2 separate regions of the Callithrix jacchus genome follow, and region 2 is linked to region 1. A link is a contact called in public Hi-C data. All regions are on one chromosome and are shown on one strand. Each heading gives the region's core, a stretch centred on a gene start, on an enhancer-like site or on the middle of the called end of the contact. The rest is flanking DNA. Distances are from core to core; before and after follow the strand shown.

Region 1 (4,794 bases), core at 916-3,415:
CGAGCAATTCAACAAAGAGCACCTCCTAGATAAGGGAATACCAGCCCATGTCAGAATCCTGACCTGAAGTATCCTGGTGTATTTCACAGAGACTACCCACTCCTGTCTGGACAAAGCCATGGGCTTCACTCGAGCCTGACATTGTGCTGGAGAGAGTGGAAAAGATGCGGAGACAAAAGATTGGTGCTGGATTGCTCCCTCCTTTCACGCTCATTCCAACTAAGCTCGTTCATAAAGAACAAAATGTCCTACTCTCTATCTTCATGTTTTTCAGCTGTTGAGAAAATTGTTTCCACATCACTGAAGCAGCTGCCGACAAATATAGAAAGCTGGTGATTGGCACTGAAATTATTGCCAATGTCAGAAATAGGTGAATATGGAGCAGCATCGAGGAAATAAAACCCACGTGCTACTCACCAGTGTCCTACCCAGGAAAAACAATGACCTAATGTGGAAAAAAGAAACAGCAAATGCCTGATCTTAAACACTTGACCCTGAGGCCTTCACTCTTGGCATCAAAAGCCAGAAAAAAGGGATTTGGCTACTCATGTCCAGGTTAAATTTTTTTTTTTTTTTTTGAGACAGAGTCTTGCTCTGTTGCCAGATGCCAGGCTGCAACCTCCACCTCCCGGGTTCAAGCAATTCTCCTGCCTCAGACTCCCAAGTAGCTGGGACCACAGGCATGTGCCATCATGCCCAGCTAATTTTTGTATATTTTTTAGTAAAGACAGGGTTTCACCATGGTCTCGATCTCTTGACCTCGTGATCTGCCTGCCTCAGTCTCCCAAAGTGCTGGGATTACAGGCATGAGCCACCGTGCCCAGCCTCCAGGTTAAATTAACATCTATGTACACACCTGCTTCCAAATTGGTATCATTTTGTTCAAACGCAATTAATCCTTAACAATAGGGATCTTGTCTCTCTTAATATATTTAGTTATTTTTATTTATTTATTTGTGTAAGATTTTAGCACAGGGCTATGGACACCTGGGCTGCAAAAGTATTTAAGTTGAAGAAAGGGACATATGGCTTTCAGGACAAAGATGGGTGCTCCCAAGCTAAGAGAGAAGTCATCTCCTGGGCAGCACTGAAGCTCCTCTCAGCCAGGAAACCTATGTTCTTCTTGAGAACTATTTCTGCCTTCCTGGAATTTCCCATTTGAGATGAATAAGGGCCCCAAAGATGTCTTATTCTGTGAAGATGCCTCTCTGGAAAAGAAGGCTGAGGACATGGAACTAGCTATAAAAAAAGAGAACCATGTGGTAGCTAAATTCCCAGCCGCCCCTACCTTCCCAGGCCTGCATGCTTCAAATGTGCAGAGTCATTTATAAAGGTAGTAACTGCCATTCAGAGCAACTACCTGGCCAGGATCAAAGCTTCCAGAATACAGTATGGGAGTCTTCCTAGTATCTTGGAACTTTTGGCTAAAACCTCAGAGCTGAGAATGATGGGAGTATTCCATCTTCCAAAGAAGGGTGCTAGGAAGATCCTTCTAGGACTTACCAGAAGATGGTGGAATCTACCTGATGACTATCAACCCTGTGGCCCACCTAACTCTGAAATCAGACATTGGAAAACAGAGAGCTGAGGTCAGCAGGGAGCTCTCCACACAGCAAGAGAGTGGTATTCCCCTCTGCTCTGCTGCAAGGATTAGAGGATCCTGTTAGAAGGAGGGACAGCCTCCCACTCTCTACCTAGATGTTTACTGAGTGGAAAAGCTCAGGCCCTAGCACTGCCGTGGCATCCAAGAGAAGCATTTGATGTATCCTGGAGCTTGAAAGCATTCGTGGACATAAAGTCTGGAGCCTACTTAACAGGGAAGGCAGGAAACTGGCAGCAGCCACTCTTGATGGCAGGTGAAGGAGAAGACAGAAGTGATGTGGTGTGAACTTCCACTGTTCAGCTCGCTGGAGGTGTGTGAATGTCCCATGGATGGTACCCACACCCAAGCATCTTGATGAGCCCACGTGCGAAAGGTGCCCGCTGAGTAGGGAGGAGGGGGGACTTCATTAGTAACAAGCTATGAGGAGACCATGAGGAAGCAGGGCCTGATTCTGGGAAAGGGGGAAGGGCAGGTTGCAAGAGATTAACCAGGAATTGCACTTCTGTCCAAGCTCAAAATCTACCCCTCATCCCACTATAAATCTCCAGCCAGCGTTAGAAAGAAGCACGATAATGCAGTTTAACACCTTGTCCCCTCAACTTCTAATCCCCTACCCTCCTTTCCAAGACCCCAGAGGATCCCTAAAGGATAGAAAGGAGATAAGAAAGACCAGCCTCATTGTAGGTTTCCAACTGGGGATGGGCCTGACCTAGGAAAGGGTGAAGCTCCGAAATGGATGTGGGAAGAGAATTTTTAACTGGACTGAACTTTGAAGAGCTGAAAGTCACAAGAAAGATACACGATCTAAGTTATCATCAGATTGGGCAGTGGCTCACACCTTAAATCTTAACACCTTGAGAAGCCAAGGAAGAAGGATCATTGCTTGAGGCCAGGAGTTCAGGACCAGTCTAGGCAACATAATGAGACCCCATCTCTACAAAAAAATAAAATAGCCAGGTGCGGCAGTGCTAGGACTGCAAGTCCTAGCTACTTTGGAGGCTGAGGTGGGAGGATTGCTTGAGTCCAGGAGCTCAAGACTGCAGTGAGCTATAATCACAGCATTGCACTCCAGCCTGGGTGACAGAGTGAGACCCTGCCTCTAAAAGATTTCATTCAGGGGCCGGGTGCGGTGGCTCACGCCTATAATCCCAGCACTTTGGGAGGCCGAGGTGGGTGGATCACGAGGTCAAGAGATGGAGACCATCCTGGTCTACAAGGTGAAACCCCGTCTCTACTAAAAATACAAAAATTAGCTTGGCATGGTGGTGCGCGCCTGTAGTCCCAGCTACTCAGGAGGCTGAGGCAGGAGAATTGCCTGAACCCAGGAGGCGGAGGTTGAAGTGAGTCGAGATCGCACCATTGCACTCCAGTCTGGGTAACAAGAGTGAAACTCCGTCTCAAAAAAAAAAAAAAAAAAAAGATTTCATTCAGGCGGAAAAGGGAGCTCTGATACAGGATAATAAAAGTAGCAATAGGAAAAAATAAGTCTTCATTGTTTTGTTCTCCGTGTGTCTTGGCCTATTCTAGATACTAACTGGGTAACTCACAGCAGTTAAAGATTTTGAGCTGAAGAGCACTGGAGTCAAATTCCCGCTCTGACACTGAATGGAGGGACCCTGGGCAAACTGGGCAACTGCTGGGCTTCAGTTTTTTCAACTGTAAAATGGGTAGGTTAGCAATACCTGCTTTCCCAGGCTATGTAATATATGTAATTACCTAGCCGAATTTCAGGCACACACATGTAAACACTCGATGTCTCTACTGTCCGGATACCTGCAATAAGCTAAGATAGCTTCTATTTCTGCTTCCCTTTAAAAAAATTTTAAATGGCCCATTGTCAGCTTCTGGGGAAGGCATTTTAGATTCTCATTAGTTTCGTAACCATCATAATGAAAGTAACATCATGTGTTCTGAATTTTGCATGTCTGTTATCTCAGTTTACCCTAGGGCTCCCACTAACCTGGTAGGATAAAGATTTTGGGTCTGCATTTTACAGACTACAGAACATCCGAGAGCCAGAGGGACTTTACCGACCATCACATGCAAATGCGTGATTATACACATGGGAAACTAAGGCTTTGCCTGCCCAGTTAAACACAGAGCACAAATCTTTTCTCAAATGCACATGAACCCAAGCTTTGACGCTTACAGGACTGCTCTGACTTTAAACCTCCCATCATGGGTTTGTTTCTTTGGTTACTGCCTCCTTCATTGTAAACAGGCAAAAACAGCCACTACAGAACAAGAGCAGGGTGTTCCTTCAAAGGTGAAGACTATATAGAGAACTGATGTGAACTGAATGTAAATCATTACATAAAAAAGACTGGGGAGAAACTTTATGCATCTAATCGATGCTTACTGAGACACTGAGATAACAGAGACTTATAAAATGTCCACAGGGATTTTAAGACACTTTAGAGCATGCCCTTTACTATACAATTTTTAAAATAAAGTATTTAAGAAATTGATTTTCAGTACTGAAACTGTTGCCCAGATATGTTCAAGAAAATTCAAGCTTTCCTTGGGATCCTTTTTTACAAGATTCAAAAAAAGGAAGAAAGAAAAGAAAAGAAAAGAAAGAAAGAAAGAAACAGTATTTGTCATAAACAAAGTTACAAATTAAATTTATGGCTATACACGTGGATGAAAAATAAATAGAAACAAAATCATTTCAGATTTAGGTTGTTATTAATAGAGAATGGAATAAGACTTTGGAGACCTTATAAAATATCCTTTTAATAGACTGTTAACTAGAGTACTTTATCTCTGGCCAGGACTCAAGGTACAAGAAAAAAAAAAATAACAAATTTAAGTTCTAGGGTTTGGGTAAGTTAAGGTCCTGAATTTAATGTCATCTCATCTTGCCACTCAGTTGTTCCCTGAGAACACGGATTTCCTGATCTTGTATAATAAAATGGTGGGGGTAGAGAATACTCATTTTATCCAAAAGAGAGAGAAGGAAGGGGCACAGGAGACGGGTGACCTGAACGTGGATCAGATTCTGCTAACAAGCTGCCTTCAACACACGCCTTCAGCATGTTAGGTCAGCCCCTGACATGTGGATTCCATCATGGGAATAACTATTTAGAGATTCGTGGTGACTGCTCACTTTATACAGGACAGATAGTTCCGATCTGCAAGGGTTTCCATCGCTCCGTAAGTTGTCAGCTGACACCTGTTCTTCATGCTTG
Region 2 (4,794 bases), core at 1,105-3,604, 150 kb after region 1:
GTAAGTTAATAGACAATAATAATTGGTTGATAAAAAGTGAAACTTACAGATTGGGATCTTAGCTAGCTCTACCTTCTACTCGGGGACCTCACTGCTGCTCAAAACCAGAACCTGGAGCCGCAGCAGCGCCCTCACCTGGGAACTTCTTAGAAATGCAGAATGTCAGCACCCAACCTGACCCCCATGTACAGAATCAGAATTCGCATTTCAACAAGATTCCAGGGAATTTATGTGCATTTTGCAGTTAGCGGAAGCCCGCTTGATGGTATATACTGAGAGTTTAGCATTTGTAGGTCAAAAGAACAAGACCTCATTCTCTAGTTACATCGCCATACATTATCCTAAATCTTACACTCCTTTCCATTAGCCTCGTGCTAAATGGTCAACTAACCGTCTGTTAAGCAGATGCCCCTTTAAGGGACAGCATAATACTTAAGTAACTAAAGCAACTAGCTCCCCTCTTGTTAGTAATTTCAATGATTTTAAAATACCATCACCATCATCAAACACTAACATTTATCGAGCCCTTAAAACATACGCTAATCAATGTAGGGTACTCTCCGTATGTTCTCATTTAATACACCGTCCACTGGAGTAACCATTACTATCCCCATTTCAGAGAAGAGAGAACTGAGGCTACATCATTTTCTCAAGACCAAATTAAATGGGGGGCAAAAGGCCTTTTTGAAATCCACTCTCTTTCTACAATTCAAACCCCATTCCCACAACATCAAAATAATGTATCTGTGAACTAGGGAGCAGTTTTTCTTACCTTTTTAGATAAGAAAAACTGAAACACAGAGAGTGAGTGAATTATACAAAGTCACCAACCTGAAATTTAGGTTAGAACTGGGTCCATTACAATTCAATAACCTTTTCAAATTAAAGAATTCTGCTGCTAGAAATGCCAATGTAATCACATTGAAGACAATGCAATGGCATTTTATCTCTGTTGGAAATAAAACACATCCAACAGAAAGAAGGAGTTCCATTTATGAAGCTTTGTGCAACCAAACCAAGGCACCTCAAATTTTGATCTCTAATCATAAGAGATTATTAGGATGTCACTTTCTTTGGGAAACCAGAGTTTACAGACTTCTATTGCCATTGCACCATCACTGTGGCAACTGATGCTCATCAACACATCTCAGCTAACATCCTATACGATATTACTCTTGCACATCTGTGAAATTCTCCTAATTACAGCTTCCCTGATTTCACACATTAGGTCTTTACCCAAGTTTGATATCCAAATAGTTGAGAATTTGACAAGATGAGTCAAAAATCTTTCCTTGATAACCCCAGTGTCTATGGAAAGTCAGAGACACAGGTTTTAGGATCTAGTGATGAGGGCTCCTTGCCCAGGCTCCACCCAGGGAATGCCTCCCTCCTCCCTCCCTGGAGAGGGCAGCGGGGAACAAAGAAAGATTCATTGGCTAAAAACACTATATTAGTTGCTAAGATGACAACAACAAAATACCACAAGTGCTAGAAATCCAAGACCAAAATGCTGGCAGGTTTTATTTCTTCTAAGCCCTCTCATCTTGCTTGCAGATGATGGCCCTTTTGCTGCATCCTCACATGGATGACCTTCACTGCACGGATGTGTCTGATCTCTCTGTCTCTTACAGATTTCCTCTTCTTATAAGGACACCATTTGATATGGTTTGGCTGTGTCCCACCTAAATCTCATCTTGAATTGCAGCTCCCATAATTCCCATGTGCTGTAGGAGGGATGTGGTGGGAAATAATTGAATCGTGGGGGCAGTTTTCCCATACTGTTCTGGTGGTAGTGAATAAATCTCATGGGATCTGATGGTCTTCTAAGGGGTTTCCCCTTTTACTTGGCTCTCATTCTCTCTTGCCTGCCACCATGTAAAACGTGCCCTTCACCTTCTGCTATGATTGTGAGGCCTCCCTAGCCACATAAAACTGTGAGTCCATTAAACCTCTTTTCCTTTATAAATTACCCAGTCTCAGTTGTATCTTTATCAGCATTGCGAAAACAGACTAATATGCCATTTATACTGGATTGGCCTATTTTTACTACATTACCTCTTTATAGATACTTTTTCCAAATATAGTCACATCTTGAGATACTGGGAGTTAGGGCTGCAATATAGGAATTCGTGGGAGACATAATTCAACTCATAACAGATGCTGAATGGATCTTTTCCTCCATTATCACTAAGTCTTACAGCTGCTGAGGCCTTCTGGTCCAGTCTGGATTCAATAAGAACTAGAATTCATAGTAATCTGAATCTCTAAGCCTCATGACTCAGGGTACTCTGGGGGAGGAAGGAAGAGAACAGAATTCCAGGCCAGACACAAAACACACCCTTCCCTTCTCATTTCTGCTCCATGGGATCAGAGAGAAACAATTCTCAGCCTCACAGTCCACTATCCCAACCCACCTTCCTCCCCACACTCCACTCATCACAGCTTAAGTAAGGCCACTCTGGCTTTTTGAGAAATATAAGTGGCACTTATAAAACAGTCTGAGTCAGAGGCACAACCAGTTACTAAAAAGTACAAACTAAAATGAAGAACTCTGATCTGGAGCCTGCAAGGCCTCTCCAGCCTGGGGCAAGTGGTGATCAGCCTTTAGGAGCTGGCACGCAGCTTCCCGAGCAGCTGATCTGCCCAGCAGTCGAGGCCAGGGACCAGAGCCAGCCTCCGGGCCAGCCCACTCAGCCTGGGGCAGCAGCACCGCAAATGCCAGTGAGTAGGAGGGAGGAAAACCGGCACAGCGCAAACCTGTCAGGAGGTGCTCACTTCACACAGGGTGTGTGCCTGTGGCTTCTAAAAACAAATTCAGTATCTGGGGTTTATAGGTATCCAAACCATGACACAATATAAACAGAGCCAAAGTGATATTTTCTCTTAAAAAGAAAACCCATGCCCATCAATAAATCCGTTAACTCAGATAGCCCTAATTTTCAATTTCAGTAATCCAGCTATTCCCCATATCAAGCATTAAAGTTGGTTCTCAAAACCTTCTCACATTAACATGAAATTCTACCATCTTCCTTAGGGTTTTAAAAGATCATTTGGCCATTTCATTTGGTACATGATAAATAAGTGCTTTAAAGTAAAAATGATTTTAAATCCATATATTATTGAATATATAGAATGTTACATTTTATAGGTCTCTTGTGGTAGAAACTAACACAACTATAGAGGAAAATTATACCAGCAAAAAGACAAAAGGAAAAATTGATCCCCCACATAGAAATCTCTGTATTAATCCCCCATTAATTAATTGACATATATGAAAAAAAAAATCACTAAGGCATTTAAGGAAAACAAAAGCACATAATTGGACCAAGATGAATACAGAAACACATGATTCTAGAGAAAACAGATAATTTAAGCAACAGAAGAAAGGCTCTAAATAAAACTTCAAATTTATATCCTCTACAGTTCTTGGGAACACACTGTATCCATGAAGTTAAACTGGGAAAAAAATTAAAAGAGCAATCAGAGAAAAAGAGAGTTTATAGAAATCTTTTTAAAATGATGATTATGAAAATAAAAAGAAATGCAACAGACAGGCCACAAAACAAAATGTCAAGAAACCCTCCCATAAAGTAGAGCAAAATAAAGGCAATTAAAATATATATATATATTTATATATATAATATATATTACATAGATTAATATATATACAATATATAATATATATAATATATATTATATATAAATATTTTATATATTTTTATATAGTTATAAATACTTTATATCTATATATAAAAAGAAGTTAATGGATTATATATATATATAAGAATCAAGAGATATGGAAGAGGTTCAGTATCCATTGACTAGGAGTTCCAAAAAGGAGAACAAAGAAAGTAAAGGAGAGAAACTAAAAAAAAACAAAATTCTCCAGCGCTGAAGGAAGACACAAGTTTCAAAATGAAAGAGCAAACCAAGTGCTGAATAGGATGAAGAAAAATGACAAAAACAGCTAGAAATATCCTAGTGGAATTTTAGAACTCTGAGCATATAGAGAAGACCCTAAAAGCTATCAGAGACCAGTTCAGGTTCCCAAGAAGGAAAAAGAACTCAGGCTACCATGGGACTTGGCAACCACCATGATGTCACAAGAAACCAATTCAGCGTGTGGAGAAACTAAGAAATTTTCACACAGAGAAGGATTCTGCTTAACTTTTATGCAATCTTACTGAAAAAAATTACTTGAAGACTGACTCACACATGAGGAAAAATTAATTCCCAAGCAGAAAACTACAGATTCCAAGAAATTGTGGAATTCATTTAGAAATAAAATGGGATTAGGGGGAATCCCACAGTGACAGCTATATAACAGATCTAGAAACCAGTTAGTCCAAATTAGAAGATAGAGTCTCTAAGAAAACATCTTCAATAAAGTAGATTTCATTCAACAAGCTGTGATTCAGAGGCTGGACGATCTTAGTAATGCTATTAATAGATTCATTTTGCTTAGCAAAAAAAAAATGGAATTAAAAGTTTTATGTAAATTTAAAATCTGTATTAAAAAAACAGTGATCTAAATATGAAGCAAACTAAAGAGTCATACAATTTTGAGAAAAAAAGGAGGTTTTGGAAAGGGCCCTTGGATAACACTTTAATAATGCTTGAACATTTTCTTTGAGCAAGATTTGGGCTCAGAATAATTTCTTCTCTATGGGTCCAGTCACAATATCTCCTTCTGTAGTGAAAAAATAATTGCACAATTTTAATGGTACAAATAATTTCTATTGGTTTTCAGCTCTAAAAATCAACCTATCATAATCAAGAAAGCATAAAATTTAA

Evidence for each region. Hi-C and Micro-C count contacts between places; a contact is called where the count stands out from the background.
Region 2: a Hi-C map of skeletal muscle shows a contact between it and region 1, with 6 times the contacts expected there. The contact joins two enhancer-like sites. A contact is called at or near these places in 3 of 3 Hi-C or Micro-C datasets (induced pluripotent stem cells and skeletal muscle).

The regions. Positions count from the first base shown.
Region 1 is chr12:107,495,081-107,499,874 of calJac240_pri, forward strand. All of the region lies in intron 4 of ABLIM1 (actin binding LIM protein 1), which reads right to left. Among named protein-coding and RNA genes, the nearest start is that of AFAP1L2, 150 kb to the left of the region's middle. Within about 2 kb of position 2,166, at least 1 of the 16 cell types and tissues checked has an H3K27ac peak or open chromatin away from gene starts, as enhancers often do. A contact at or near this core is called in skeletal muscle, where this site is marked.
Region 2 is chr12:107,643,182-107,647,975 of calJac240_pri, forward strand. All of the region lies in intron 1 of ABLIM1 (actin binding LIM protein 1), which reads right to left. Among named protein-coding and RNA genes, the nearest start is that of ABLIM1, 72 kb to the right of the region's middle. Within about 2 kb of position 2,355, at least 6 of the 16 cell types and tissues checked have an H3K27ac peak or open chromatin away from gene starts, as enhancers often do. A contact at or near this core is called in skeletal muscle, where this site is marked.